2 separate regions of the Anser cygnoides genome follow, and region 1 is linked to region 2. Evidence: chromatin contacts called from public Hi-C data. All regions are on one chromosome and are shown on one strand. The core of a region is the stretch at or near the end of the contact, and the rest is flanking DNA. Distances in the headings are between cores, read along the strand shown. Region 1 overlaps LOC106046650 (a long non-coding RNA gene). Region 2 holds the start of POMGNT2 (protein O-linked mannose N-acetylglucosaminyltransferase 2 (beta 1,4-)).

Evidence for each region. A called contact is a pair of places that touch in the nucleus more often than the background predicts.
Region 1: a Hi-C map of liver shows a contact between it and region 2, with 1.8 times the contacts expected there. The contact joins the enhancer-like site here to the promoter of POMGNT2 in region 2. A contact is called at or near these places in 2 of 7 Hi-C or Micro-C datasets (granulosa cells and liver).

What each region holds. Positions count from the first base shown.
Region 1 is chr2:45,098,106-45,105,036 of Taihu_goose_T2T_genome, reverse strand. It overlaps LOC106046650 (a long non-coding RNA gene), which reads right to left. Exons shown (of 4, transcript XR_010829245.1): 3 at 6,921-6,931; 4 at 5,907-6,187. Among named protein-coding and RNA genes, the nearest start is that of ZNRF2, 7.6 kb to the right of the region's middle. Within about 2 kb of position 5,091, at least 1 of the 3 cell types and tissues checked has open chromatin away from gene starts, as enhancers often do. A contact at or near this core is called in liver, where this site is marked.
Region 2 is chr2:44,867,286-44,873,560 of Taihu_goose_T2T_genome, reverse strand. POMGNT2 (protein O-linked mannose N-acetylglucosaminyltransferase 2 (beta 1,4-)) reads right to left here and starts at 3,395. Exons shown (of 3, transcript XM_048078016.2): 1 at 3,252-3,395; 2 at 1,185-1,284.

The DNA.
Region 1 (6,931 bases), core at 3,842-6,341, 230 kb before region 2:
GGCAGGATTTTTAGCATGTGTGTTACAAAAGAGGTGAATAGGTAACTCAGGCTTTTTTAAACACAATTTCAGCACCAGTCTGACTAAATCTGTTTCTCCATCAATCTGGTTCTGCTGTTTCCATGATCAAACCATGCATAGAAAGGCCTTAAGAACAGAAATAATAAAACCCCAAGGAAGAGCAGTTTATAATGAAAACAACAGGGCTGATAATTAAACTTCCACCAACAGTCTGAGCTGGCAATCAACTCAGTTAACAAAGAGAGAGAGAGAGAGAGAAAATTCTTTGCTGTCTGCCTTTGGGACTGATCAACCTTAACAATATCTCACCCTACCTCTTAAAAATGGGGTGAAAGGCTCTATTCTGGCAGCAGGCAAAGATGTTTCCATTTGGCATACTTCTCCTTTCTTGTGAGTTTCCGTCAATTGATTTTTAAGAAGCTGTTCTATATAAAAGCCCCCAGTTTGCCTCTGGGCTCCCGGCTTATCCCTGTCTCATTACCTCAGTTTTGATGCCTGCAAGACATTTTAATAAGAATTAATTCCCTACCTGAGAAAGCCCTAATATGCACCGCGCAGTGATGTTAATGAAAAACAGTAGGTGCTGTAGTATCTGATTCCTGAGATCTTGTGATTAATTGTGACAGCAGCATTAACAGTCAAACATATTTACTTTATGTCAGCTGCTGATTGACAAAATATTTATCTATTGTACTCAAGTATAGGTCATAACTATAAATCCCCAGGTGAACTCAAAAGAGGCTTCCTTAGCCACTACAATCCCTACATAATAAAGTATTTTTGGGACTCGTTTTTTATGATATATCCTGCTGTATGTGAACTTACGGGGTATTTTTGCAGCAATGCTTATTGCATGCTGTGGGATTCATGGTTCTGCTTAGCAGCCTAGCATCAGTAACGTTTGTGTGTGTGTGTGTGTTTGTTCGTGTGTAAATGGCATTTGTTTGGATAACTTCTGTAAGAGTTCTGTATTTCCAAAGCTCTTCTTATCATCGGGATCCAGTATAAAATGTATTGACCTTCCATGCTTATTAAGGTTCTTTTAACTTGCCCTTTGAGCTTCTTACAATTCATAATGTGTTTTAACCTGACAAGATGATAAAGAGGTAGGAGGTGGAAAGGGAGGAACTGAATCAACAAGAAACAAAGTGACTTATAAGTTGCCCAAACAATCAAACCAGATAGCTGAAAACCAAGGACAAGCTTCTTCATGATCTATGTTGTTTCTCTCCAAGCACTGCACCCTCTTTCCAGCTTCTTCCACTGGGAAAGAATTCTTGATGTGAATATTTTTGGATTCAACAACACACTTTTTTTTTTAGTTTTTAGCAAAAAAAGCTGGGCTGCTCACGGCTCTCCACTGCACCCTGTCTCCTGGGGGACTGGGTTACGGGACAGGCAGCAACTCCTGCAGCACCACTGCTCACGACTGGCCTCCTCTTTGCTTCAGTCACATTTTTTGAGCTTTCCATATCCCTCTGGCAGCTCCAGGCAAGGGTGCCAGCTCCTAGGACAAGGGCAGCATGACCCGGCAGGGCTGGTGGCTGTGTCAGCCACCTCGGCTTAAGCTGCTACCGCAGGAGGCCATACGCTGCCAAAATCCTGTCACACCCTGCTCACGGGTAGCAACTGTTTGTAAAACAGCCTACTAGAGCAGCGACTCCTTTACAAGAGCTGTTCCTGCACCCCAGCCGGGGGATTTGTAAGAGCCCTGAGCCACTGAGTAAATAAGAGGACAGGCTGTGCCTCGGCGGTGGTCCCACAGGCCTCCCTGAGCGGCAGCCGGCGCTCACACCACTGGTGTGAATTTAATATTAATTACATGACACCAAATTATTGCCACTCAGCCTAACCCACTGCTCCCCAAAACGTAACTCAGATTTCGTACAAGTAGTCCAAAGCAAGTCAGTGCTCCTAGCTGGGATTATATCCATTACTGCCCGGTTTCATACCCAAAAAGGCATTGCTTTTGTTACATGCTGCAACGTTCCCAAAAGCTTAGGATGGCAGCTGAATGTACTTATTCTGGATGTTCCATCGCTGCACCAAATATAATCTGCAACCTGGTCACCTTTAATCTGTTAATGTCCTTTTGGCCATCCTGAACGTTGCAAGGGAAAGGGTGGACAAGACATGATACGATGACACCAATGTTGAAGTGTTTTAATTCAATGTTACTACTATAGATCTAAATTTTTGTGCATGTTTTTAAATTTCAACAGAGAATTTTCTTAAGTTCCTACATTTTTTTTCTTTCCCTTTCCCCTTCCCTTTCTCTCTTTCCTTCTCCTCGTTCTTTTCCTTCTTCTCCATCCCCTTCCCCTTCTCCTTCTTTACCTCCTTCTCTCTCTCCCTCTGGTATTACTTTTTGTTACAAGAAGATACTCAACATGTGATGCAGTTTTGCTTGCTTTTGCTTCTAATAATAAATATGGGCCAAGTTTTGCACCCTATAAATTTGGGTGTATAAATTTGGCCTGATTCCACTGATATTAATGGAATTTAAACTGACACCAGACTCTAACCCTACTTTTTTAATGCTTGATTTGCATGGTCTCAGCTGTGAGACAATTCATCTATAGACTACTCTAAGCCCCCATTAAATCAGAAAAAAGAATGTTTCTGACTGAACATGCCAATCATTACAGCTTATCTAGTGAGAGATGCCACATGCTTTCTCCTGCTCTATCCTTATTTTTGACAGCTACTTATGCTACTCATTGTCTAATTGGGCCTGCCAATCCTCCCTGCTCATCCCAATCTGTCCATCCCAGACACAAGAATCTGAAATGTTTTTTAAAATCCGCATATGGTTGTTGATTACAAGAGATGGGAAAAAAAATGCAGCCTAGATGTGGCAATATGCTTATTTCTTTGTGATTATCATTCAAGAAAAAATAAAGAACTTCAAAATTAAAAGAGGAAATTGCACCTTAATACTTGGGCTTTCTGACTCTAAGGATGGGAAGGGTACTACTGACAGGATAAAAGCCATATTTCTTCCTGAGGCTTGCACACTCACAAAGCACTCAGGGCTAAATCCTGCCTTTTGCTGCTTGCTGTGCTGTGAGGGAAGAGGAGGTAATAGGTATTCTCAGGTGGCACCAAACGGCAGGAGATAGCTTGCCAGTGTGCCACAGAGCCCAGCACAGGGCTTCTGGAGGACAGGGATGTCATCATGAGCAGCAGGGCCTGGTAGGTCAGGACCCACTTCGCCTCCACGCAGAGAAACAAGAAGCGCACTGTGCTGGGTCCCGCTGGGAAATTCAGTTTATGAACAAGAGGATTCCCTCTGTGGAGCACGCATCTGCCAGCCGCTGCTGAACCTTGCTGCTGGGGCTTGCCAAGCAGCACGCCGGCGTTTGGACGGCAGCGTCTCAGTGGGGCTGGCAGAGCTCTGACATTCCCCTGGGACCTGATCCAAAGCTCATGGGATTCAATGGAGGACAAAAAAAAAAAAAAAAAAAAAAAAAAAAAAAAAAAAAGTCCATTGATCTCAGCGGTTTTGGATCTGTCCTTTTTGCTCTTCTCCTTTGATGATTTATCCAACGCTGACATGCATATATCACTTCTGAAGCACACAGAGCACTTGGTTTTAATCTCACAATTTCCCTGGTGACAGGAAAAGAAGTATGCTGGCAGCTGACATTGAAAAATACTCATTATTCTGTACATTATTATTGCTTGTTACCTCCCCACGGTAGATAGAAATCACAATGAAAAATCACAAATATTTTGTTTTTCAGTCTCTGCCTGCCCTTAAAGCAAAATATTACAAAGGGCAATTTTGTATGCATGTGGGAAAGCAACAAGAATGCTTCGTACTGAAATGGGAGGTAAGAGAACATTAACGACTAAAAGCCACTGTTAAGCAAATGATCCCTTTCTCTAGAAAAAGCTTAGAGAGGGAGATACGCTTTCTGATTTACCAGGGAATTGAATTCTCTTCTTGGATTGGAAAGTAAGAACATTTTATACCTGTGAAGGCTTCATTTGAAAAAATCGAGATTACTGGGCCGTTGGCAGCACTGCTCTGCTAAATCCCACAGTGCCAGTGGCTGCAAAACGGACTCGTGATTCCTCGTGTCCTGAAGGGAGGTTTGCAGGGACACCAAGGGGTTGCCACATGGAGCATCTGGCTGTGGGCTTCTCCAAGGGATGCTTCTCCAAGGGGTGCCTCCACAGCACCCAGGTTCATGGAGCCAGGACACCTCCTTCCCACTGGGAGGGCCACCCACTGGCAGTCACTTTCATAAAGCAGAAGCGATGCTTTGCTATATTTTAAAAATTTTCATTCCAGTCCAACACCTTTTTGCCTCTTTGCTTCCCCACTGGCTAGTGCAATTTTTTCAGCACTAGATGTCAGTGTGGACATACGATACCAGATTGCTCTGCATTTTTTCCATTCACAAGAGAGGAAGAATTGCTATTCAGAGTGAAACCGAGTCTCTCCCCAGCCTCGTGATGTGCTTCCAACCAAGCAGGTCTTTCCTTTCCTGTTTGACCTTCACAAGAAATGTGTAGAGCTGTCTGTCCTTGGTATGGGTTCATATGGCTGTAAAGGGGGCCTCTTCATTTTGTGATCATGTTGCATGCGAGTTAAAGAGGAGCTACCATGACTCTGGAGAAAAAGCTTTGCTTAGGAAGTAATGGGGACAAAGAAAAGGTTCTGAATTCTCTTGATAAATTGTGACCCTGCTAAGGGTGTACAGGTGCTCTACACAGGTGGCTAATCCTGTAACTAGCAGTACTCATCTCAATGAGAACCTCCTGATGAGACTGAGTCCATGCAGTCCCATTGCCTAGAACATTTCATCATCTAGAAATGTTTTGCTACAACAAACTGTTACAAGCACTGTTTGAACTTGAACCTGATTTATTATTTGCCTGGCATTTTCTCAATACAGAAACGAAACCAGCTACGAGCAGAGCAACCAACCAGGAAGTGTATGCTTGGTTCCCAAAGTGGTAAAATGACTCTTGTTTTTTTTTCACTCTTTAGAAAACATTTTGCTTCTTTAAGAAATGTAAACCTCCAAATCCAAACCATGAATGGCCCCTGTGCTGTTACCACAGGGCTGAGCAAGATGCATGAAGCACCCCAACTCCCCTAATTTTTTTTTTAAGCAATCAAGAGCAAGGACACTGCTCCTCCTGCTCCTAGAGAAGAACATACCAGGGACAGATAGAGTGGGGAGAGGAGGAAGTGGGTTCACAATTCCCTTTTCTCATCTCTTATTTTCATGGGTTCTGTCTTCTGCCAAGTGGATTGGAGCCAGCACAACAGATGGAGCCTTTTACACCACCCTCGTGCCTGGTTTACACCAGGCATGATGCACAGAAGCCTAGGCAGAAAACGCTTCTGGCACATAATGGGAAGTGGAGCGCTTTGACATTCCTCCCAAGTCAGTATGGCCTTCAGAAAAATCCAGTTATGTGCTTTTATATTCTTCACTGTGCACTCATTAATGAAGCATTACCTTGATACATATACTAGTGCACCTTGCTTTTATTATACTTAGAAGTTGCTACTGTCCCTTTGACTTGTTGCAAGAAGTCACTGCAGCGCAAGCATGACTGCCCAAGCAGCTGTGCTTAAAAGCATTTTGAATAGCTACCTGGTATGTTTTTGTTTCTTGTTATTAGGCTTATCAGTAGCAGACTGTAAGTAGGAAGATATAATATATTAAAAGAACAATACTTAAAACTATCAATTGAAAATATTACCACATGCCGTGCAAAAATGAACACAAAAGTATTTTTTTCTCCTGGATTCTGAGAATTTAAGGTAATATTTGGCAGAAAATACAGAACCTGAGAGAATACAAATTGTACTTGGCAAATCTAATGTCACATGGCTCTACCACCTGCTGTCATTCCTACATATGTCATTTTGTTATTGTTTCTGTAACTCTGTTTTCCTTTTACTCATCTCTTTCGGTAGATGTCTAGCATTCAAGCAATTAGTACCACTAATGAAAGATGTATCCTGTGAAAGAACTTGTCTGCAATCAGCTTCTGAAGACTGATTTACCTGTGTAATATTCAGTGTGTCAGGACTCGAAGTGCTTTCTTTATTAACTGTCATGAATTGTTCAGATAGAGCTTTTTGTAAAGACAAATGCCTCTCTAGGTGCAGAAGGGATTCATGGTCTAGCACTCCGAACTGCAAGACAAAACAATGTCATTGAGGAATAAACTTTGAAAGACTCATATTATTTCCCTCTGCAGAAATAAAGAGGGCTGAAGCCATCAACACTCCTCCCCCCCAAATCCACATTCAGCTGGCATCGCTGGGCACTGATATACGAGATCTGAAAACAAGAGAGAGTAAACATACTTCCCATCTGTTAGTTTGTCCTCCACCCCCTCTTCTTAGAAATCACAGAAACAGAAAAATCAGCTGGATGGGACCTTTATAGGTCAACTAATCCACCCCCATACTCCCATACCCACAGATCTGTGTATTAACGCCTTGCCCAAATAAACACAGATTGATGTCACTTCATTTATGAATTGGTGCAAATGCCTTTAGTGTAGGCATGGGCATGGTCTAAGCCACTATTTGTCTTTAGTTATTCCTTGAGCACATAATAAAAGAGGTCTGTGCTGTAGCTTTTGAAGAAAGATAGCACTGGGGGGGCTCTAGATGTATGAAAGGTCAGGAAGTATATAGAATGGGATACTGTGTGCAAAGATGGTAACAAAAAAAACCAACAAACTAACACATAGAACTAATGCAGTTTATTAGAGAACGAGTTACTGCCTGATTATGCACTCAAATGGCAAATTCATGTGAATGGCATTTGGCCTTGGTGAATACTGTGGTACTCACTGGCTACAATAATCCAACTCTGAATGTAGAACAGCTTAGAAATTATTATGGTGAATACACTTACCCATTAGAACT
Region 2 (6,275 bases), core at 2,146-4,645:
AATTTATGCCGAAGACACTGGTGAATACTCTCGAGCAAGGATTTCTAAGAGGAGAGCAGCTTACAAATGAGGCTGCGGAGGGTTGCCTCTCTTTTGAGAGCAGAGAAGTCAGGAGCCTCACTTTGCTGCTCACTTCTAATTCCTCAGCAATTAGCCATTATCAAATTCCCACAGAATTAATAGAGCTTTTCAAAAATGCCATCTGCTTACAAAATATCACAGAAATGAGTAAATTAGAATATCGCTATTCCATACACCATTATAAAACGAGTTACTAGATACGTCATGCTATTGCAGTTTCTCCATGATACTCCTGGTGTGCACAAGCACACAACTACTTTCCAGACCCTCAGAAATGATTGAAATTGTCTTTGTATTATTTGTCTGGTTGCTTCCCAGCACCCTATGAGAATATTAGAGATTATACAGACACACACAGAGTAGTATTTCAGATCCTTTGAAAGCTAATGAACTTCTAATGGGAATTATACAAAAAATAAAAGAGAGATTTTTAACCTATTGTCATTTTGTTATGTAAGAGAAATTATCATCAAGATTTCCCCAAGACACAGGTATTAGAAGAACTGCCTTCAGCTCTGCGTTTAGTTTGATCCTGTACTCTTCATAAACTGACACTGTCCAAAGCAGTTAAATAAGGAGTGTTTGGCTGCTCCTAACCAAACACATACATCTTTATGCAACACTGGTGGCTATTTTGTAGTCTCTTAAGCCGTTTTCTATATAGGGCAGAAGCCGTGTGTATGACAGGAGGGAAAGTGACAAGTCCCTCATCTGGGAAAGCACCAGCAGGCATTGTTATCAGAGCAGACCACTTCTTTTAAAGTGGACCGATGAAGCTATTTTTAAGAACAACTAATAACATCACAGAGGAGAATCTGAACTCGGCAAAGGTGAGCTGTGTGGCTCAGTACTCCTGGGAGGCAGCTAATGAAACTGAAGCTCGTCAGACACAGGCTGCATCCAGTAATTGGCTTTGAAAACTCACAGCTTAAATTCCGCCACGCTGAGTTCAATGCCCAGCTCGCAGCTAGCTCCAGAGCCGAGGGCTGCGTAGCATGACCAAGTGTGAGCAGCTGCCCTCCTCCTGCTGCACAGCCAGGCCCAGCCCGCGTGCTTGGAGGGCAGAGAAAGAAACCTGCTTTCTTCCAGCACCTTGCACCTACCAGTTCTCTGCCAGGACAGGAGAGGCAGCTGCAGGACAGTGTTGGAGCCGACGGTGCGCTGACACAGGAGGGAGCACGTCCTGCCACCAGCAGCGAAGGTCTGAAAGAAGAAGGAGAGTCCCATGTCACACGCTCACCTAGCAAAGCTAACCCTCGGTCACCACCCCATGCCAAGCATGAACTGTCCCTTAAGCACAACCGCTGGCTTCCCCGGGGAGGTGGCCAGCAAAACGGGGGAAGCATCACCCATTTCCACCAAAACCTTTCCTAGCCCACTCCTCCCCACGCTTTATGGACCCACCAACCCATTCCGCCCACCGCCCTGAACCACAATTCTGTGGTGATCCTGGGTGACAACCAAAGAAATTAGTGTCCCACGTGGGGGAAGGCAAAATTTTGCCTGCGCAGCTGACAACCTATGACTGGGTTTGAGCTCAGTGGTTTACTGCTCTCCTTTCCAGCACCTTCTTTTCATGATTCTTCCTGCCTCCCACTGCTTCCTAGAAAAAGCTGCTTCTTTGCGGCCCAGATAGGCTTTGGTTGGAAAAGCCATTTTAAACAGAGATCAGGTCTTCTGCTGAGAGAAGCCATCTATGGCTCTGTTTATATGAATAAAATGATCACAGAATCACAGAATTGTAGGGGTTGGAAGGGACCTCCAGAGATCATCAGGTCCAACCCCCCAAGAATTATAGCTTTACTAGTGGAGGATCTCTAACATATGTTTGAGAACACCTCTTGAAGACCTTGCTCGTTTAGCACAGGTCAGATATAAATCTGCTATAAACTCCGAGGAGCAGTAGTTGAATTGGGGTTGCTGCCACAGGGAACTGTTTAAACCAACAGCACTTAAAAAAAGACTTTAAAGCAACAATTTTAAGACAGAGAACAATGGGGACGAGAACGCCCAATTTTCAGACGATTTCAGGGCACCTCACTAAGCTCATAGCGAGATGTGACTCAGGAGCTTGAAAACATAATGGGAAAGAAATGCCCGTGGAGCCGATCCATTTTGCACACTGCTTAATAGAGAGTGGGCTCTAGGTAACTGGTCCCAAAACGTTAACCAGGTACCTAGGGTCTGTGTCACGGCACAAACATTGGGGGCTGGACTCCAGCTTCGACGATAGTTAGTTAAAACAGCAGAACCACCATCTCGAAATGACAAACCACTCAAAACGTGCTTTTGCAGAACAGCAGACCGCGAGGCAGGCTTCCTAGATCTAGTTCCCGAATTTGGTACCCACCACGTTTTTGGAAAGGACACCGCGCAGTGAGCAGCCTGTCTCACCGCCGATGCCTTAGCACCCATCGGACGTGTCTGGGAGCTCTTCTGGTTCCCAGCCACGTCCAGGCTCGAGCTAACGAGCCCACCCATAGGGTCAAGCGCTTTAGGCTCTGAGGCTGCTGTGAAAGGGAGCCGTTACGCTTTCATTACCCAAGCCAACGCGTCCCCCCCGGATCAGCAACCGCCGTTAAGAAGTCAGCGTTTGTCAACAGTTACCCAACTACGGCGCTGGCGTGAAAGCACCGATATGTTCCCCGGGTTGTTCAGACCCCGGCGTTATTGCCACCACCGCCACACAAGAGCGCGTCTCTCCAGGCTGTTTGGAGGCAGCAGCCATTACCTCCACGGCACACTGGGGCGCGAGGTTAACCACCGGGGAAAGGACGAAGCTCGGGCGCTGAGAAGCGGGCTGATGAGCGGGAGCTGAGAACGTGCATGTGCTCCCAACGGCACCCGCACCACGAACTTTTCCCCCCGCGCACCCAGCACCCGGTAACGAACGAGGGGAAGGAGGCGGATCATCCAGCACCTGTACCCACCGGGGCCAACTTTAGAGGGGCTGGCGAGCTTGCGAACCCCAAGCCAGGCCCCCGGGGCGGAGGGGGGGGTTCCCGACTACAGCTGCCCGGGGAAGGCAGAGAGCCCCGGGGCCGTGCCTGGAGCCGCCACCGCCTCCCGAGCCCCTCACCCACCAGCCCCAGGTTTCTCCCTCCCGAGGCTCCACGTCCGACCCAGCCCTGCCCGGGGCTGCCCCCTCGTGCCGTGCCGTGCCCGCTCACCTGCCTTCGGCGGCTGCCTCCGGCCCAGCCCCGCCGTGCCGTGCCGCCCCGACCGCCCCCTCCGGCGGCGGCAGCGGGAGGCGGCGGCCCCTCGCCCGCCGCGCTGTGGAGCCCCGGGGTGGCGGTGGCGGCGGCGGCGCATGCCCGCGGCCCGAAAGGCGTTGTGGGGCTTGTAGTGCGCCGCTCCCTCACAGGGCAGGCCCCGTGCTGCTTCTCCGTCTGTCTTGTTTTTGTTTTGCCTTTTTTTTTTCTTCTTCTTCTTTTGCCAGCTTTCTGGGGTTGGTAATGGGGTTTGTGTGGTGCTGCGGGGCTGTCATGGGTGTTCCTTTCCACAGCCCGGAGCAGGTGCCCCTTCCTCTTCACTCCTCGTCTCTTCCTCACATCTCCAACTTCCACCTCGTTTCTCAGCATCCCTGCCGCTGCCTTCCCACGCTGTGTTCCTCAGGGCCCTTTTCCCTGCCCGCACGCCGGCCTCCTGCTTTCCTCTGCTCCGTGCTAAACCAGAGGGCAGCCCTCTTTATTAAGCATAGCCAGCTTCAAACCTCAGAAAAATCTGACCCGTAACAGGTATCTTTACTACAGGAGGGTTCCTTTCCACCGCGGAAAGTGACAGTAGGTCCCACAGGGAGTTTTAGTGAGGTCAGGATTCGCCACTGCGATTTGGAGCTTGCCACAGCTTGAACAGCTGGCTGAGAGCACGCAGAGACCAGCACAAAAGCCAGACTCAGCCGAGCACACGTACATTTATGCATTCAGCATCTGTGCATGACCCTGCTCCTCTCAAAGCCAGCGGGACTTTTGTCTTTCCCTGCACCGAGGCTTTTTATTTGTCATGGGAGCTTTCCGTTTCCACACCCACACAGTCCTCTAAGTGGAAGAGAAGGGCAATTAATGGCTTGGTAGCATCTTTCACGTTAGCTAGCGTTTGTGTGCATAATTAAATACTCCCAGAGTGACGGGACTGCTAACCATGTTCAGGAAATAATGTAAAACTCAGCCGTTGAAATGTTTGCCCCTGAAAAGCGGAGAGTCATTTGGGGAAAATCAAATTTAATAGCTCAGCACTCCTTCTGCCGGTCTCTTTTCCTGTCTTGCAAATTTTTGTAGCTAACGATCCAAATAACTATCTCGTGTTATAGGAGATATACGTGAGAACGAAGGGTTTTCAGAAATGCTCATTGCTGCACTAAATATAACTTCATTAAAGTCTATACAAATTTTAACGTTGACCTCCCATGGCCTGATAAGGCAAGCATCAGGCTTTTGAGATTCGTTTTCCCAGATTTGTTCAGGAACTATTACGCTAATGAAATCTATTGCAAGAGATCCCATCTACTGACTTTCTCATTAGGTTTCTGAGTTATACTCCAGTCTTAAAGGGACTTCAGAATGTTAGATCTACATCCTTACAACTAAGCAACGGTGCAAAGGAATAATAATCATCATAATCATTTTCATTAACGTTTGCTGGAATAAAACCTAACTATTTATTTCAACAATGTTTACAGTTCTCTATTAATTTCCCCAAAGCATTGCGAGTAGAAGTCTCTTCTGGAAACTAAGATTTCACAAATACCTGTTTGCATATTCACAGAAATGTCATCTGCAGTGCTATTTTTCCTCCTTGTTATGAAGTATTTAATGAACCAGTCAAAAAGCCAGACATTACACCAATTTGAATTAAGTGGCCAGTCACGTACTACAGACAATGAATGGCCAAAGATACAGACATAATCATTCAAAAATAAAAATAAAAAATCCACCCATAGGCTGAAACATGTTTGTGTGAAATATTCATAGGACTGTAGTGATTTACTGCCATGTCTGTTTCAGAATAATTTGCAGTAGGAAAAGAGTATAATCTGATAAACTTTTCATGCAAAATAGTTTGTTCATTATTCCTGGAATATCAAGCTTGTAGACTAATCTGATATGATGTTTAAGCTTGTCACCTGTAAGGGGGAGGGAATTGTTTTCCCAAACACAAGGTTTTACAGGGGATACCTAGTGAAAGCAACGTGAATATGCTGGTAGAGGAGACAGTCACCTCCGTGCCCAGACATGGGTGCCTGGTGCCACCTGAGGCAGCTCTGGCTGCCTGAAATGTCTGTGCCAGGCTGGTAGATGTGACATGGACCTGCAGGACACTGTCACTCATTGTAATAGCAGCCAGAGGCCTGGCCTGAGCTCAAGGGCCAGCACAGTACCGCTACACCCAAATCACCCCAACAGGACTGCTCAAGGAATGAAGCAGCTTTCAGAGACGTGGGCAGAGGATGGATCCGCAATTAGGAGCTAGAATCGTTGAGCTGCCTTTTACAGCCCAATAGACAGAGCAGTAGCTCCAACCTAAGGCAAACTTTGAAATGTTTCTATTTCATTCTTCACCTTTTGTGCTTGGGTTTTAGCTCCCTTTATATGTGCAACCTCTTTTAATGAGAAAATAATAGAAGGCCTGATCCCAGCAGCCACCCCCGTCCAGCAGAGCCACTGATGTGTGATGTGCCTGCTCACGAGCATCAACAAGCGGGACTGCAGCACTCCAAGCCTTCAGCTGAAGTCAGCCAGATCCATCAGCTTCTCTGTAGTGACTGGGAAGGAAGGCTTTTGCTTTGCCTCCGACTGGGGGACAGTTAACATTAAGACAGAGCATCAAGAGGAAATCAGAGCTGTATATAAATACATCACTCATAAAACCAAGCAGGTACCTCTGTAGACACTTAGACCCCATGGCAGGCTAGTTTTACAGCACCCTGCACTTTTGTTGAAAGCTATAAGTGCCCTCTGCTTTCTTCCTGAGGTGCAGCCCATTATCTGGACAGAGCTGACCTGTGCTGGGAACAGGGCCCGGTGGCTGGATGTGGAGAACAGACATACCAGTGGCTCGAAGATTTAGATGGACGGCTGCCAGATGGTAGAGAGGAAAGGAAGGCTGCTTTTAGTTATTTTTACAGAGCCATTGTGTGTTGAGGTTTCAGAGAGAGCCCAGCCAGGCTGCATGCCATCCCTCCAGACCTCTGCTGC